Regions from separate parts of the Xenopus laevis genome. Here region 1 is linked to region 2. The links are chromatin contacts, called in public Hi-C maps. All regions are on one chromosome and are shown on one strand. The core of a region is the stretch at or near the end of the contact, and the rest is flanking DNA. Distances in the headings are between cores, read along the strand shown.

Region 1 (2,700 bases), core at 148-2,647, 160 kb before region 2:
CTCTTTTTCAGGGATTTTATTTTTTTGCCTTTACATCCCCTTTAAAGGGCAATTCACCTTCATTAGCAAAGCTGTAATAACTCAAAAAAAAAAAAAAACAATAGAAAGAAATGTGTTCAAACATTCATAACCTGCCAAATTTTGTAAAATGAACATTGTAATTAGTGCATGTGGCCAAAAAACAGCCACATGGAGCACGGCAAATCTATTTGTCCCTCTTTCTATTTCCAAAATGTTGAGAGATATGGTATTTGCATCCAAGGCAATACTATTTGGCCCAGTGCTCGCTATAAACTCCCACACATTGCTCAATTCTTTAACAGCTGATTACTCCCCACATAGCTCTGCTGCCTACCACTAGTTTTGGCCACCTGCACAACTGAAAAAGCTTCCTTTTGACATTGCCATCTTGGCGACTGGCAGATTGAAAGTACATATGCATGTTTTGTTTATTTGGCAGCTGCTGTGGAGGAACTACTGTATGAAATAAGGCTTGCACACTGGGAATTGAGTTGCAGTTAGGGTTGCCACCTTTTTTGGAAAAAAAATACTGGCCTTCCTATATATTTATCATTTTTCCCTATTAATAACATTGGGATCAACCATCATTTTTACCGGCCAGGCCGGTAAAATACCGGCCAGGTGGCAACCCTAGTTGCAGTGCATAGGGCCCAGTGGAGACCCTCCAAGATTAGTAGGGGATTTAATTTACAGTACTACGCATGGGGGGGGGTGAAGCCTCTAGACACAGCATGCGTTTGTTGCTCCTTACTCCCTCCGTGTAGGCCGGCAAAAACGATGATTGATCCGAATGTTGTTAATACAAACAAAAAGATAAATATATAGGAAGCTGGTATTTTTTTCCAGAAAAGGTGGCAACCCTACCTCCATGTTTCCAAATGTAAATTCTGGGAAACCTGGTGTAATATGTTCATATGGAAACACTTTGGTTGTCTTTGATGGTCTTTAAAGTAACAGTAACACCCTGAAATGAAAGTATTTTAAAACAATTAAAATATAATGAACAGTTGGCCTGCACTGGTAAAACAGGTATATTTGCTTCAGAAACACTTCTATAGTTCATATAAACAAGCTTCTGTGTAGCTGTGAGGGCAGCCATTCAAACACAAGTTATTTAGCAGACAACAGATGCACACTTCAGAATACCATTATATCAGCTTGAATGGATGAAAAAAAAAAAAAAAAATTATATATATATATATATATATATATATATATATATATATATATATATATATATATATATATATATATATATATATACACACACACACACACTGTGTACGACATGATAATAAATCGACTACAATAAACTGACGTGAGTTCCTCTTACATATAGACTAGAGCACAAGTCACTGATTGGCGTACATTTGCTCCTCCCACCGGACACGGAAGTCCTCAGAGGCGAGAGCGTGCGCGCTTACATGTGGTTATAACTTCATCCTGCTCGTGTGCGATCTAGGAAAATGACTAAAGTGAAGAAGGAGGAATGTGAGGAGGTGCCCGAGACGCCGAGTAAATCATACGATGAGCTGTTATCGTATCTAAACCCTGTCGCTAAACCACTCGCGGGCCGCAAACTCACCAAGAAGCTGAACAAATGTGTAAAGAAAGGTACCGTGCTCACTTCAATTCCCTCGCTCTGGTGGAGACGTAATTAGAGTTTTCACATCTCGTGAATTGCGATTGAGTCTAAAATGTGTTTAAGACGCGATAACAGTCAATGCGATTACTTGCACTTCAAGCTGGATGTAGTTACTGATGCACAGAGTAACCACAGGCGGCACATGCCATTGAAATTCTTAGCAGTACTGAGCATGGTTTCAGTGGAAGCCTGTGGCCAGCGTTTTGTCATTAATACACACAGATTTGTCCAATTTGTTTTATTCCTCTTGTCACTTTCCGAAGAAGATAGTACTTTAATAGAAATGTTATTTCCTTTATAGTAAGCGGAACTATAACTGCTGTAAGTTAATCAAAGATGAATTATTTCCTGGCTGGGTGTCACACAGTGAACTTGTTTTTAAGGGGCTTCTTCATTCATTAACACTACCACTGCTGACCCCAGCAGTCTGACCCCAGAAACCAAACTGCCTGAACCCTTATACAACCTGTTCCATGTGCTGGCCCTTTATGGGGTATTGTCTCTTCACCCCCCCCCCCCATTTCATCATGGAGAAAACTCTGTGCTGTTGTTGCAGCTAATACAGGTCACTCAATCTGATCTGAAGTGTTTTAGCTGTGGCGATTCTTAGCTCCCACAACGGCCATGAATTTTCTGGCATCTTGTTGCCATGACAAAATGTCATGCGTCTTTGTCCTGTTAGGGGATCTAGAGCAGGGAACCCCCAACCTTTTAAACCCATGAGCAACATTCAAAGGAGTTGTGGAGAAATGATGGCATGAAAAATATTCTTGGGATGCCAAATCAGTACTGTGATTAGCCACTTGGTAGCCCCTATGTGGACTGTTGACCTACACGAGGCTCTGTTGGGCAACAAAAACTTGCCTCCAAATCAGTAATTCAAAAATAACCACTCAGCGTGAGGCTACTGGGAGCAACATCCATGAGCTACTGGTTGGGGATCACTGATCTAGAGCTTTTGGAGGGCACACATCATTTCACTCTGAAACACTTCTTAAAAAAAATGTAGCACATGCTTTGTTCGAAGCTTCTTC
Region 2 (2,700 bases), core at 105-2,604:
CAGAAATATACCTTCCAGTGTTGGACTGGCCCACTGGGATACCAGGAAAACTCCAGGTGGGCCCAGGTGTCAGTGGGCCCTTTTGCTTCTAAACATTTGGGCAATTTCATGGTCATTCGCTATATCTATATTAGAAAAAATAGTAATAATGAAAGAATATAGTAAGTAGATATAAAAGACTAGGAGAATAAAGAGGTTGAGTGAAGAGAGGAGGTATAATAGTTTGGAAAGTGGGCCCTCGGCCTAAGGTTTTCTGGTGGGCCCCTGGTATCCCAGTCTGACACTGTTACCTTCCCTCTCACTCATTGTCTCCTGGACAATTTTATTTTGAAAAGTCAGTCCTTTATAAAATGTCTGTCTTTAAATTCCCAGTGTAATCGCTGTACCCCACATTGGCAGTGGCTCATATAACCCCTGTAGTGCCAGACTCAGTCCCAATACAATCCCAGAGCCATAGCTAAGGCCTCACCTGGCAGCCGGTGTCGGAGTATCCAGGGGCAGAAAGTAAGAGGGTCCCGGTGCAGTAGGCGATGCTGAGGGAGCCCCAAGCTAGACCCATAGGGAGGAGCCGCTGGTTCGGGGAAGAGAAGGTCTGGGGGCCCCAGGAGTCGAATCCCAGGCCGGAGAGGGGCCGGGGTCAGCCCATGGCCAGGTTCAGGGTACTTGAGTGCAGTGGGCCTAAGGGGTTCCTCGGGAATTCGATCTGGTCCAACCAAAGCTTCGATGGAGAAGCCCTTCCTAACTGGAGGTAGAAACATGGCGCTGCCCCGGGGCAGATCACTAGTGCAGGCCAATCCTCATCCCACCTTGTCAGGACCCCAATGTACGGAGTAGGCAGTGCCTTTGTCAAGGTGAAGGTGCTGCCCTGTATTATGGGCCAGTAGTTGTAGGGGTGAAGCAGGTTAGTAGTGACAGGCGCTGCCAGACGTATCCTACATCAAGTCCTATCCCAGTGCCAGTGTTCCAATCACTTCAGCGCCAGGGAACGGGCTGTTCCAAGAGTCTCCGGGAGTGGGGTTGTAATTTGCGCTTCTTGGGGCTGATGAAATACCTGGTGTCTCCTGTTTGTCTTTCACCAGTGAAAGTTCCGCTCTTCCCAAGATGTCGTGGCCCTGTGACCCTCCCTCTGCCCCGCTGTCCAGAATCGTTGTGGGCAGTTTAAAGTGCTGTTCCTATCTGTGGCTCACACAAGATAAGCGCTCAGGCTGGGGACATAAGAAAATACTTTTAGCTTCTTGGAGTCAGATTGTACCTTTCTGAGGTTTCTTTTCTAATCCCCGACCCTACCGGCCTGTCATCCTACCATCCGCCAATAGCGTTGGAGGTGGGCGTGGTTATCGCGGGGCACTAGCACCTTACCAAGAGGATGACATGAAGTGATTTGCTTTCCTTTCTCTTTCCACAGCAACTCACCTGCTGCGCACACATAAGCACCCCAAACTCACCGAGTAGTGCACAGAGCACATTGGTCAGGATTACCCCTCCCCCACTACTGCAGCTGGATTATGGGATAGTACCAAAGAAAGAAAACTAAATTGTGTCCCCGAGATTACGCTTTCATTTGAGGTGCAACTGTTAGGAAGGGGTGTAAGTAGAAGTTTGTATCGTTTCTGTCACGTTTGAAGCTTTTTCTGGCTGTGACAGGGGATGCTAGAAATTACAAAAAATGCAAGCTTTCGGGCCGATTTATGTCTCTTCATCAGTAAGGAGATCTGAGAGTTGTAGTACAACAACAGCAGGGGAGTTAGGTGTAACCTTTTCTCTGGGGAAATCTTTCTTCCTTTTCCTGAAACGGCGAGACATATATTCTATAATATTATCCACGTGTCTGAAACAATTCATTCTCCGGCGCAGAAAGTCAATTTCCCATTGCAATAAACAGTTGCACCGACACCAAAATTAAATCTGAATAAGGTTGTCGGAATTCAGGGAGTTTGGTCTGTGAACAGTTAGTTGCACTTTGGTTGACAGGACTTCTGATGTACAGCAGCTACATATACACATATTATTATCTTACTTGGGTTTATGTACTAGGCGCATTGTTATGTCATTTATTGGCAGTTTGATGTGCTATGTGGCACTTGGCAAGGATGGCACTGGCTGTAACAAACTGCACCTATGTGTTACCTACTACTGCCACTGCTCTGCTACAATTACGCCTACTCTTCTCCCAGCGCTACTAACCCCCCAGTGCATTAGTTTACCTTGTGCTGCTTCATGTTTTATTAGTCGTAGTAATATCACTGCTTCTGCAACATTTCACTTCAACCTCTCGTTTTCCTGGAGAAAAAAAAGTTATCCCACATTTTCTTTTTTTTTTGTGCTAATTATATTTCTTCTTTTATTCCGATTTGTATAGGAAAACGCTTTGGGGGAGAGACAACAAACTGCTAAATATTTTAATCCCTATAGAGGTGGCATATAAAGCCAAGTATAAAAAAAAACGGCCCCTGTGTTTGTATAGTGCAGGGTGCAAACGAGTATAAGATTACACCGCTAACGTTTCGGTTGTCATTTGAGACCTTCATCGACTTTGCACTGTATGAATGTAACTAGGGATCAGCATGTTACTTTAGTGTGAGTGTGTATTCAGGGTAACAAGTGCCTCATGAAACCGGATCACTAATTACTAAACATTTCTGCCATAACGAAATTATTAATGAGATTATTAAGGAAACAAATGAAAGCACGAATCAAATT

Evidence for each region. Hi-C and Micro-C count contacts between places; a contact is called where the count stands out from the background.
Region 1: a Hi-C map of the XTC cell line shows a contact between it and region 2, with 3 times the contacts expected there. A contact is called at or near these places in 2 of 4 Hi-C or Micro-C datasets (the XL177 cell line and the XTC cell line).

The regions. Positions count from the first base shown.
Region 1 is chr3L:55,126,759-55,129,458 of Xenopus_laevis_v10.1, reverse strand. LOC108710993 (H/ACA ribonucleoprotein complex subunit 2-like protein) reads left to right here and starts at 1,397. Exons shown (of 4, transcript XM_018252268.2): 1 at 1,397-1,635. The coding sequence starts at 1,488.
Region 2 is chr3L:54,968,632-54,971,331 of Xenopus_laevis_v10.1, reverse strand. It overlaps emx1l.L (homeobox protein EMX1), which reads right to left and starts at 1,354. Exons shown (of 3, transcript XM_018252265.2): 1 at 470-1,354. The coding sequence starts at 758.